Linked DNA regions of Sus scrofa: all the other regions are linked to region 1. The links are chromatin contacts, called in public Hi-C and promoter capture Hi-C maps. All regions are on one chromosome and are shown on one strand. Each heading gives the region's core, a stretch centred on a gene start, on an enhancer-like site or on the middle of the called end of the contact. The rest is flanking DNA. Distances are from core to core; before and after follow the strand shown. Region 1 holds the start of TSC22D2 (TSC22 domain family protein 2). Region 2 holds the start of PFN2 (profilin-2). Region 3 holds the start of SIAH2 (E3 ubiquitin-protein ligase SIAH2).

Region 1 (4,125 bases), core at 1,212-3,711:
AGTTTGACTACCAAGTTGCTTACTGTGAACTCTTCACTCAGACAGCATTCATACTTGCATATATACCTGGCTTTTTATCATTTTAATTAGTTATGTGAAGGCTTTTAATTTTTTGTGGACCAACCAGAAATTACATAGCTTTTTGTAGTTTGATAATAGTTACATGATTTTTTGTCCTCTATAAAATTATTCCAGACTTATTCACAACTAGAATTCTTATCATTTCTTCATAAAAATTTTGTGCAATAAATTCCTTACATTTTTAAAGAGCAAATGTATAAAAGAAGCCAGAACCTTTAAAGTTTTTGGAAAACTTACATTCAAGAGAACTATTTTATTAGTTTAAAAGCACACACAAATCCTAGAACATTATAAACAAAACATTTTAACTTTATAAATCTTATTTTTTTTTTGCTAAGATGCCTTTCAACACCTTTAACCCTATCCTTACCAGAAATATAGCCCACTTACTGATCTCTTCTAAATTATCTTTGTCATCACTTTTTTTCCTAATAAATCCTTTACATGTAATTTAAGGAGAAATGGTCTTACAGATTACTTTAAGATTTTTCCTTTAAATGTATGATTTAAAAATATCATAAGGAGTTCCCATCGTGGTGCAGCAGAAATGAATCTGACTAGGATCCATGAGGACAAAGGTTTAATCCCTGACCTTGCTCAGTGGGTTAAGGATCCAGCATTGCAGTGAACTGTGGTGTAGGTCACAGATTCGGCTCAGATCTGGCATTTCTGTGGCTGTGGCATAGGCCAGCGGCTACAGCTCCGATTGGACCCCTATCCTGGGAACCTCCGTATGTCGTGGGTGCAACTCTCCCCCAAAAAAGAAGTAATCAATAATTTTATGTAATAAGGTAATATAATGGGCCAAAGAGGCATACAATATTTATTTTTCCAAATGCCACACACTCAACATCACCCATTGATGATGGTGCTTTTAACAATCTGGTAAATCAATCCAAAATCAAATTAAGTTTTTATAAATTCATATTGGATGTAACCAGTTGATCTTATTGATGGAAAACAGTCTCCAGCAATTACTGAAATTACACATTTCAAAATGAAACATTCTATTAGCTATCTCTGCCACAATAGCAGCATAATGTTACACTTTGTTCCTTTATTCCCCCCCCACCCCCTTAAGAAACAGGGATGTTATTATGTGGTCTTATTTCACATCCTGTCTTCAGTCACTTGGGTTTGGAGGGCATGGTTTCTACTGGTAAATGACATATCTCTGTATTTTATTTACAACTGAGGGCCTTAAAAAAAACTGTAAATTTTAATTATCAGAACATTCTTAGGGATAAAAAGTATTTTTATTCTTCAAAAATTAGAGAACTGAGTACAATGATTAACTGATTTATGTCAGTCATCATGAGGAAATTTTGATTTACATCAAGACATCTTAGATTTTACCTAAATGATGTATGTCCAAAGTTCAAGAGTCCCCTTCCTCACCATTTTTTATCTGTTTATAAAAATGGCCCTTACCATTTTCTTCTACCAGAAAGGAACTAAACGGTGATAAATTCTCCACTACTTTCATAGCTACTTCTGGACAGGAAAGGGTGCTTTCTAACGTTTTCTGATTGTTCATGGCCCAATCCAAACCATCTAACACTCTGGCTCCTACTAAGAGTTTTAGAATAAACAAAAGAAAGAACTACAACTATTTAACGCAGTAGGTTCTACATTTATGGAGCCCATAAGCTGATTTCATGCTGAAAGTAAAAACAGTCTCAAGATGTTTAAATGAACTCTTCGATGCTGGAATCACAACAAACTCAAGAAAATTAGGAATATGTTGGTAACCTCTAATCTTTTTTTAAACTGACCTCAGCCTGGGCAAGTAACCATCTTCTGATGCCATTGCCTGAGACAGAATTTCTGGCTGAAAGATCCTTTTTCTGACTCAGTCTGGCTTGCTATTCTTGGTTAATCATCCCCATTTCTCTCAACATTTCACTCCTCTGACTATAATAGATAACATTTATTTTCAGGAAAGACTTTTTAGGTGATTCGGTTCCTCCAGCCGCCTCCCTCTTTATTCTAGTTAAATACCCCAACCCCCATTCCCATCACCTTGTTTCACTAAGATTTTGCTAAACATTAGACACAGTAAGCACATGATCTCCAGTCTTCCAGTGTCTTGGAAAAAACTGATATAAAAACATTCGATTGGCGCGGCTGGAAGTTTCTCTAGGCTTGGAATTTTAGAGTTTTTAGTTGTTCAACTCTTAAAGACCGAAAGAGCAAAATATAAAAAAAATTTTTAAATAAAAAACCGCTCCCCTTTCTTAACCTTTAGCCCCGCCCATTGCCCCCCCAGCCTCCACGCGAAACTGCAGGAAACCGGAGGAGGCGGGGCGGTGACGTCACGACGCCGGTGCGTCACGGAACGGCGGCTGCGGCGCTGGCGGTGGCTGCGGCGCGGCGGCATTTTAGTCGGCAGCAGCGGCGGCAGCAGCGGGGCTGCTGCTACTCCCAGCATCCTTGGCGCGGCCATTTCAGCCCCATCTTGGCCGAGGGGAGGGAGCTGCAGCCGTCGCTTCAGCAGTTTGAATTTCAGTTTCTCCAGGACCTGCGAACTGGGCGCACCGAGGAGAAGCCTAAGAAGCTACCGCCGCTACCTCACACAGCTGGAGCGCCGCCGCTCGCCGGCTAGCCGGCCGCCGCCCCTCACTCTCTCAAGAGCCGCGAGGGGAGGCCGAGACCGCCGCCGCCGCCCGCCTGCGGGGGTGGCTCCCCCTGTGTAAGGGGAGGACCGAGCCGGCTTTCTCCTCCCCCGGAGCGGGTTTCCGCCAGAGACGGTCGACATGTCCCTGGGGTTGAGCTCCGGCTAGAGCCGGGGAGGGAGGGCCGCCCGCCCGCGCCGAAGCTCCGCCGCCCGCCCGCGGCGCCTGGCTGAATCAGGAATCCCGGCTCCGGACTCGCCACTCTTTCTCCGTCCACCCTCGGCGTCCGAGAGCTCGGAGCTGACGCCGGCACTGGCTCTAGGAGCCGGAGCGGGGCAGCACCGCCCCTCACGCCGCCGCCGCCGCCGCCGCCTCCTCCCCTTCGCCCTCCCACTCCCACCCCCAGCCAAGGCCTGCTGACCGCGCCGAGCGCCGAGCTGGACTGACCACGGCAGCCCGGAGACAAGAGGAGGAAGCAGCCGGCCCGCCCCTGGAAACGCGCTCTCGCCGCTACTGGGGGTATTGAATTGAGGCGCCGCGGCTGCGGGAGGCGAGAAGGAAGGAGGAGCCGCCGCGCGAGTGAGACCCGGGCAGAGCCGGAGAAACCGACATCGAGAAGGAAACGGGAGGAGGATGTCTCACCGAGCAGCCGGTGCCCAGATCAGCCCGTGACTCGTAACAGCGTCGGGCCTCAGACCCCGGTGCGGACCCGGACTTTGTCTTTGGGGGCCGGTGCTCTGCCCTTCCTGGTTTCCGGCAAGATCGCAGAGGAGCCGCCGTGCCACTCTGCTCTCCAGCCTTCCTCACCATGTCCAAGATGCCGGCCAAGAAGAAGAGCTGCTTCCAGATAACCAGTGTCACCACGGCCCAGGTGGCCACTAGCATCACTGAGGACACTGAGAGCCTGGACGACCCGGACGAGTCACGCACAGAGGACGTCTCCTCCGAGATATTCGACGTTTCTCGGGCCACGGATTACGGGCCCGAGGAAGTCTGCGAGCGCAGCTCCTCCGAAGAGACGCTCAACAATGTTGGGGATGCGGAGACCCCTGGGACCGTCTCCCCCAACCTCCTCCTGGACGGGCAGCTGGCGGCCGCGGCGACCGCTCCCGCTAACGGAGGAGGAGCCCTTTCGACCCGGAGCGTGGCTGGGGTGCTGGCCAGTACCCTGGCATCGGCCGCCACCTCGGCCCACTCTTCGGGGGCCCCCGGCGTGCCCCCTGTCGCAGGCCCCTCCGCCGGGCCGGGGACTGCCGCCCCATCGCAGCCCCCTACCACTTGTAGCTCCCGTTTTCGCGTGATCAAGCTGGACCACGGCAGCGGGGAGCCTTACAGACGCGGCCGATGGACGTGTATGGAATACTATGAGCGGGATTCCGATAGCAGTGTCCTGACTCGGTCCGGAGATTGTATTAGGCACAGCAATACT
Region 2 (4,125 bases), core at 648-3,147, 450 kb before region 1:
GCGGAATCTTGAACCTTGGTGTCGGATTTCAGAGTTGCCCTGGTGACGGGATGCGGAGCGTTTATTCCTCTTTGTGATGGGGGCCGCTGGTGGCCGGGTCGCCCACGCTTATGTTAGGTGTCCCCAGAGGGACCCTCTTCCCTGGACTCCTCTGCCTCTCAGCCATTAAGTCTGCCAAGCGGCCGCGCTCGGACAACCTGAAATCAGAGCGGATGTTCCTGGCTTTGAGGAACATTTCTGAGCTTTGACGATCTTTCGTCGTTTCTAATTTGGGTATCAGGTGTCTCTCATTCTGTAGATTCTTTGACAAAAAGTACCCTCTTAATTTTGCTAATCATGTGTGGCTGAATTGCTTGTAAATTCCGAACAAAACAAATAGCAACCTATGTAAATTATTGGTTGGTAACAGGGAAAGTTACTAATGGGTCGAAGACATCCCTGAGTTGCAAAGAGCTTTAAAATCTAAGAAAGGGTTTACTGGATGAACAGGTCATATTTCCGTTCTCGACGGGTAAAATAATTTCAGGACCCAGATGTGATAATGACTTTTATTTACAAGGGAAATCATGGGTAGAGTCTCTGAGAATCTCAAATGGTCTTTATTAACCTCTGGGCGCTATGACTAGAAGAGTAATTAGGAGACTTCCTACACAACTTCAATTTTAAATGAGCAAAACGACCTGTAAACCAGCGAAAGAGCGTCTAAAAACGTTGAAAAGTTGATTTTCAACTTTATAAAATTATCCTGTAAGGTCACAACTTGTGACAGGAGGATTAAACAGGTGTAACTAAGAAGACGAATGTTGCTAAGCAATCTAATTGGTTCTGAAGCTTGTATTTTTTTTTCCTACTGTTTGCTTTGAAAGGTACAACTCCTGCAGAAAGGGAAGCACAGTAAGAGAACCCCCAAGTGAGGTTCCATTCAGATTGAGACAATGAATTCTCTCATATTCTTATGTTACAGAAAATTTGTTTTAAAATGTGTCAAAAATTGTTCCGTGTTTGCAAGTGTGCCTCTCACTTGATTTACACTCTCATTCTTGTTTACTACTTTTTTGTGGTGGTCGTTGATGATTTTAATCCTTCAATATTACCAGTTTATCAACTTAAAAGTTAATAGCAGTGTGCTGATAACACAATATTGTCATAGTAAGAATTTGTCAAGCTCCACACTTATGATTTGTGCTTTGTACACATCATATAATTCAATAAATTTAAATAGTAAAGGTAATGAGAGAAAAGAAAAACGATGATAGTTTGAAATTGACTTTTATTAATCTACTCTGAAGTTTTTAGGATTTAATTTTTAGACTATAGCAAAGAGATGCAAATAACTGCATTCCATTGTTTCTTTTACTGTTATCTTTAAACAGCAAAAGGATTACACTAATTGGATGTTCTGGATATTCAAATCTCAAAACATTCTAAAACACACTGGGTAAAACAACAACACTGGGTAAAACATAAGAATTTTTTTTTTTTTTTTTTTTTTTTTTGCTTTTTTGTCTCTTCTTAGGGATGCCCTCATGGCATATGGAGGTTCCCAGGCTAGGGGACTAATTGAAGCTGTTGCCGCCAGCCTACGCCACAGCCACAGCCACGCCGGATCTGAGCTCCACTGCGACCTAGACCACAGCTCACGGCAACGCTGGATCCTTAACCCACTGAGCGAGGCCAGGTATCGAATCCTCATCCTCATGGTTCCTAGTTGGATTTGTTTCCGCTGTACCATGATGGGAACTCCAACATTAGAGTTTAGAGCTCCTATAATCATTTTTCAAAATATAACATTTTTAAATTATTGTTCCACTTTTCCAACAGTGTTCTTTTCCACAATTGCATACAATAAATTTTATTTGTTATACAGTAAATTTTAAACAACAATGAAAAATAAATCTGTGTTAAAGACTAACTGGGTTTTACAGTTTACATTTTGAGATGATATATTCAAAGAAGTTCTACTGTCTGTCTCTTTTCAGTACTATAGTAAAAGAATCCTGTGCCTGTTTTCTTTACAGCCAGCTTAGGCCCACGCTGCCTCATTTTCTGTTTGTATGCAATGATCTGTCTCTATTTCATATAATATTGCTAACCACAAAGTGTTTCAAAAGGTATAAGTAGAAGTGAGTTTTAGGATTAGCAGTATAAGTAACTTAAGTCCCAGAGAGTATCAGTATGAGAAAATGTACTAATTTGTATCTCTCTCTCCCGTTTTTCAGGGTAATTGATCCCTGCAGTGATAATAGTGATGTCTGGGCAGAAGTAGACAAAAGTCAAAACTCTGTTGTTGATACAGATATCCAGATGTAGCTAATAATAATCATAGCTTATTTAGATGTGGAATGCATTATTATGCATTCTTTCAAAAAATATTTTATTCTTATTTAGGAAAACAGTAACTATGTGTTAAGCCAGATTCTTCAATGTATCAGTCAAGGAGTGGCTGAGCCCATTTAAGTCCATGTGCACACCATTTTAGCAAAATACCAAGAAACAAGAAGTTCTGATTGTGAAGATGTAATCAACCTGATAAACACTGGGGTAGGAACTGAAACTATGGAGAAACAGTAAAACACTAATTAAGACCACTTCAAACCTTTAATTAACTGAAATTAGGACTTTCAACTTCATTTTTTAAAAATGTTTTTGTCTAGTATGCAATCTGTCCTTTAATTTTTCATTCATGTGGAATTTTATATGTTCAATTTCTATTCTTTTGGTGTTACCCTGGAAATTTTACCATGCATATTTAGTAGAACAAAGCTTTAAATTAAATAATATCTTAAACCCCCTAATCAGACAATCTGAGGACCTTAGAACACTTTAAGTCTGGTCACACCTCTGCAGACTATTATTTTACAGAGATGTTTACACACATGTATTTATACATTTCCTATTTTACTCACCATTTCATATCTCAGACCATCATTCTATGATCATTTTTTTCTTGCTAAAGTAAATATTTAGAAGTTCTTTTAGTGGAGGTCTTTTGATGGCAAACTTGCTGGTTTTATCTAAAAATGTCTTTATATTACTTTCACTTAAAAAAAAATAGATTGGATTTACAGTGTAAGACCGACACCTTGAAGATATTATTTCATTCATTCTGATTTTCATCATTGCTCCTGTGCCTTTATGGATGGTCTGTGCTTTTTCTCTGGGTACTTTGAAATCTTTTGTACTTGCTGTCTTACAGTTCCACTCTGATGTATCTACACCTGGGTGTCTTTAATTCTACTTGGAAAAATAGATTTATATTTATGATCACTTCTAGAAAATTCTCAATTATCTCTGCAATGATTCCTTTCCTCTGTTCTCACTACTCTCTTCTTTTAGGATTCAGAATAAATGTTTCTTTTGCCTCTTCTATTCTTCACGTGTCTAAGCTTGTTTCATGTTTTTCAACTTCTTACCGCTCTGCTGCATCCTGGGCAATTTCTTCAGTCAAATGTTCTAGTTCACTTTTTTTTTTCTTTCTTTTTTTTAAAGTTTTATTGAAGTACAGTTTATTTACAATGTTGTGATAATTTCTACTGTACAACAGACTGATTCAGTTATGCATGTACACACATCCATTCTCTTTCAGATTTTCCCACACAGATTTTCACAGAATATTGGATAGAGTTGTCTGTGCTATACGGCAGGTCCACACTGGCTAATCATTCCATATATCTCAGTGTGCATATGCCAGTCCCAACCCCCAGTCCATCCTTCCCCCAACCTGTCCTCTTTGATAACCGTAAGTTTTTCAAAGTCAATGAGTCTGTTTCTGTTCTGCAAATAATTTCATTTGTATCCATCGCTAGATTCCACATAAGTGATATCATATGATGTTTGTCTTTCACTACCAGTTCACTCTTTGACTATGTTTCACCTGTTGTTAAACCCCACACTGAGGTTTTTTTTTTCAAATTTCAAAAAATCTATTTTTAGAAAGTCCATTTTATTATTACACAGATCTTTCTCATTATTCCTAATAGTCTTATTGCTTGCCCATCTTTGTGGTTCATTCTTTCTTTAGATATGTATAACCTAGCTAATCTATACTTTGTTACAATTCCAATATCTACATAAGTTGTGTATTATTTTTTTTAATCTTTCTTACCCATGGTGGCTTGCCCCCTT
Region 3 (4,125 bases), core at 1,157-3,656, 330 kb after region 1:
TACTAGACTGGGGAATTAGTAAGCATTACATGAGGAGTGGTTGAAAGCAGAATAATTTATTAAGGCTGATGAAAAACCCCAAACATGGATTCAGACCCTTATTTGAGTATGCTATTTTAAACTTGACTTGTGGCAGGGCACAGACCAAATTAAATCACTCATTTTACTGACTTAAGTCCCAGCCTTCAGTTCTCTAGTGGATTATTTTTAATTTAAAAATAAGCTCTTGTCCTATAAAAGTAAGCAGCACCAAGGAGAAACGCAATACAGCCTAAATGGCCCAAGAGGCAGAGTGCTCACTTTTACAAACAAACAAACAAACCCTCAAAAGTATTAACGACATTAAGTTTAGAAGAAGAACTTTATGGTCAACATTCTACATTATAATGAGGTAATATAGATAGGTATTTCTCTGAAATGGCTCCTGAAGATTTTTAAGTAACAAGACATTACCATATGACCACACAATGCTGTATTATACAGCCTCTAAAATACAGTGAGGTAGAGCTATGTTTCAGACATAGAAAAACACGATGATATGAAGTTAAGACAGCAAGTTGAAGAAGCCATTTTTGGAGAAACACTTATGTCTGTGTGTGCATATATAAACCTTCCCACACTGACATCTAGGGTTCTAGGGTTCTATATTCAGCTGCGGAGAGTATATTTATATATGGTTAGAAAAAGCCTATGAAGATGCACACTAAACCTGACACTGGTGGGAGAGGAGGTGAGAGGTCTTGGTCTTTCACTTGTTTTTTCTTGTCTTAGTAGTTGGCTTTTTCTTTTTTTTTTTCAAGAGCATGGATAACTTTTTAAACTGAATAAAAAATAAACCAATGTTCTTTAAAGAACTGTAACAGCTCCTGAATGCCCTTCCTGTTAAATTCCTGATCAACTCTTGTTTTCACCCCTTAGTAAAAAACAAAACAAAACACAAAACTCTGAAGGCTAGGAGAGGGAAAGGCATGGCTTAGAGGGTTTTCTTATTGTTGGAGGAAAACAGGCTATAGGTACCCTTTTTTTAGCCTCATTCCGGAGGGCTCCCACGTGTCAGGGGTGTGCAAAAGGCTCCCATGTGTCAGGGGTGCGCAAAACCATGCAGGAGGAATCTAGTACCACTCCTTCCAAGGCCAGTGCTGGTAAAGGGTGCGTTTAGTTTACCCTTTTCCCCTTCTTCAATCCCTCACAGATGGTCAGCTTCCCGATCCAAGTTTTACTTGAGCGGCCCAGCTCTACCAAGCACACCCAAGTACACGTCTGCAGAGTACGCAGGCTCCCGGTGGGAGAGCTGTGATGTGTTCGAACAGCGATCGCGTGCCAGTTAGGCTGGGGTCAGTGATCGGGCAGCTGTCACCCCAAAGCTACTCCCAAAGTGGACAGGTGGGCATGGGGGAGGGTGGACAAGGTGTAAACTTTTGTTGTTGTTGTTGTTAAAATAAGAGAGATGCCGCCTGCCTCCCAGCGCCTGCGAGTGGTTTGGAGGATAAGGGAGTTTCAGGTCGCCGGGAAAAGTGCGCAGCTGGCACCTGAGCTTACCTTGCAGGGAAACAGGACTGCCGAGGCCACCTTCTCCATAGCCAGGTTCCTGATGCTGGGCGTCAGGGCGCCCCTGCACGTCGGGCAGCAGCTCAACTTCTGGCGGCATTGGTTACACACCAGGTGCCCGGCCTGGCACTGCAGGATTGGGGGCAAGACATAGTCAAAGCAGACCGGGCACTCAAAGAGCGAGGTCAGCTCGTGGTGCTGCGGGGACACCGGGCCAGCCCCGCCGCCGCCTCCGGGGCCCGAGATCACCGCCGCCGCGGCGGGCACCGCGGACGAGCCGGGGCCCGCAGCCGAGATGGTGGCGGCGGCCGGGGGCGCAGCCGGGGACGGAGCGTGCTGGGGCTGCGGCGGCGGCTGCTTGTTGCAGGGTTTGTTAGCGCTGGGGCCGGTGGAGGACGGGCGGCTCATCGCGCTCTGAACCAACCATGGAACTGCGGGCGCCTGCCTGCCGCGGGGCCGCCGGGGTCAAGGCGGTGCGCGCCCCGCGGGCGGCGGGCTCCGGGGCAACGCCACCGCGCCCAGCCCAGGACCAAGCAGTGAAGACAGTCGGCGCCGGGCAGGCGGGGGACTGGACCACGCCGACGATCTCTGCGGCCCCGGGAGCTCCGAACTCCCCTCCGCACCCCCAGACTCCTCCTCCCCGCGGCGTCGTGGCCCCAAAGCCGAGCTGTACGCAGAACCTCGGCCCACCCGCTACCGGAGCAGCAGCTGACGCAAGCCCCGGGGGCGCGCGCGGACGTGACGCCTGGACACGTGTGAGGCCGCCCAGGCGCGCGGGGACTGGCGGAGCCACCCTGCGCTGGGGCGCCGGCTCCGCCCGACTCCAGCTGGCAGCGCCGGGGGCCGCCTAGCGCGGGCGCTTCCTGCCAGGGCTGCCGGCCCGGCCCGCGCCAGTGAGCATGCCCGACTCGCCGCCGCCGCCGCGCGGGATCTGCCTTTCCGGGTTGCGGAGGGGGCCGCCCTTCAGAAAGGCGTCGCTGAAGTCCTTTAGCCACACCCCGGGGAGACACGCTGACGCGTCCCGCGGGCGCAAACCAGAAGGGCAACTTTAGGCGGGGCTGGGGCTTGAGTGGTGGGCGGGGCGGGACGCGGGCGTCCTTGGACTGGTCGGAAAAAAACGAGAGGTTAGTTACGCTTTCCCGGGTTGAGTCAGCAGAGAGCTGAGAAGGCGTGCGGCGCCGCCAACCTGGCACTTAGGATGGAGCTCTGGGTCGAGACACGGAGCTTTAGGCATGGAGCAGGACGAGGGGCTTGGATCAGGTCTGCAGCGGCGCAGGATCTAGCGCTGGGCGCTTAAGGATGTGTTTGAACCACTTCTTGGTCCTGCTGCCTAAGGCGGGGAGGAGGTAAACTATTCCTGTTGTCATCTGACCTGCCGAAGCCTTCGTTGAATTCAAAGCATCTGACTTGCTGGCAGGCCCGGGAGGCAGTTCGTGGTCAGTGTTTGCTAAAAAGAGAGTTCGAGATTGCCAGATTCTAGGAGTGCCAGAAATGTGGCTTGGGTCTTGAAACACGCGACGACAGTGGGTGACCCCCTCCAATACAACACAGCCTCATCTTTGAGACCCGTCAGAAGTGCACAACTTTGATGCAAGATGTGGGTACTCGTTTTGCACGCCAAGCCGAAGCCTTAGAGAAGGGTGGTAGCCTGGAGGGAACCACGAGTTAATGTGTACTGAGTTAAATTGCTTTTCTGCTTACTTCGAGCCCCTGACCTTGGAACTGGGGGAAGGGGCTACGTAGCTGGGAATCAGGCGATTCCTTGCAGGAGAGACAGTGGTAAGGAACAACAGTCAGGCCTGGGTGAAGAGCGGTGTCCTCCGCTTACCATCTGTGTGACTTTGGACAAGTTCTTTATTTCTCTGCGTCTCAATTTCCTTATTTGAAAAAGTGGAATAAAAACAGTACCTCTCTAGGAGTCCCTGCAGTGGCACACTGGGTTAAGAATTCCACTGCAGTGGCTCCCGTGGCTGGGGAGGTGTATGTTTGGTCCCGGTGGGGCAGTGGGTTAAAGGATCCTGTATTGTCCTGCTGCATCCTAGGTCGCAGCTGCAGCTCGGACTCAGTCCCTGGCATAGCATAAAGGATGCAAGGGTGCAACGAAAAAAAAAAAAAATCACCTACAGCCACCGTAAACAAAAAAAACAAAACCCCAGTGCCTGTCTTATAGGTGGGGTGGTGAGGGTTAAATGAGTTTGACTTATGCCAAGAAACTGGCCCATCATAAGCACTGCTTAAACGTTAGCTGTTATTATTTAAAAATGTTATTAGTGAATTTTACCGTTAGTAAATATTAGTGAATAAAACTTGTCCAAGAAATACTCTATTAGAGCCCAGAAGAAAGTTTAATCTTATACAGGGTATCTAGAAAGCCTACGTGCTTGAATTGGTGGAATTAATCTAAATCATGAAAAAAATTAATAGATGTGATGTCATTCAATCATTCAGTAGATATTTCCCAAGCATTTATTATGTACCAACCACTGTTTGGGCTCTGAGAATGGTTCTCCTTCAGTCTCATTTCTAGTAAGGGAGCAATGCCAATAACCAAACACTTTTGGAAGATTTCAGAAGAAC

What was found. Promoter capture Hi-C pulls out the DNA fragments that hold promoters and counts their contacts. Hi-C and Micro-C count contacts between places; a contact is called where the count stands out from the background.
Region 2: a Hi-C map of embryonic fibroblasts shows a contact between it and region 1, with 4 times the contacts expected there. The contact joins the promoter of PFN2 here to the promoter of TSC22D2 in region 1. A contact is called at or near these places in 2 of 5 promoter capture datasets (fetal liver and liver), 8 of 47 Hi-C or Micro-C datasets (embryonic fibroblasts, epiblast stem cells, fetal heart ventricle and 4 more) and 1 of 2 datasets of contacts at active chromatin or transcription factors (skeletal muscle).
Region 3: a contact with region 1 is called in a promoter capture Hi-C map of fetal liver, with 4 times the contacts expected there. The contact joins the promoter of SIAH2 here to the promoter of TSC22D2 in region 1. A contact is called at or near these places in 1 of 5 promoter capture datasets (fetal liver), 6 of 47 Hi-C or Micro-C datasets (alveolar macrophages, fetal heart ventricle, heart right ventricle and 2 more) and 2 of 2 datasets of contacts at active chromatin or transcription factors (alveolar macrophages and skeletal muscle).

What each region holds. Positions count from the first base shown.
Region 1 is chr13:90,638,034-90,642,158 of Sscrofa11.1, forward strand. It overlaps TSC22D2 (TSC22 domain family protein 2), which reads left to right and starts at 2,462. Exons shown (of 3, transcript XM_005652407.3): 1 at 2,462-4,125. The coding sequence starts at 3,505.
Region 2 is chr13:90,184,081-90,188,205 of Sscrofa11.1, forward strand. PFN2 (profilin-2) reads right to left here and starts at 1,898. Exons shown (of 3, transcript XM_005654030.3): 1 at 1-1,898.
Region 3 is chr13:90,969,132-90,973,256 of Sscrofa11.1, forward strand. It overlaps SIAH2 (E3 ubiquitin-protein ligase SIAH2), which reads right to left and starts at 2,407. Exons shown (of 2, transcript XM_003358611.4): 1 at 1,540-2,407. The coding sequence starts at 1,956.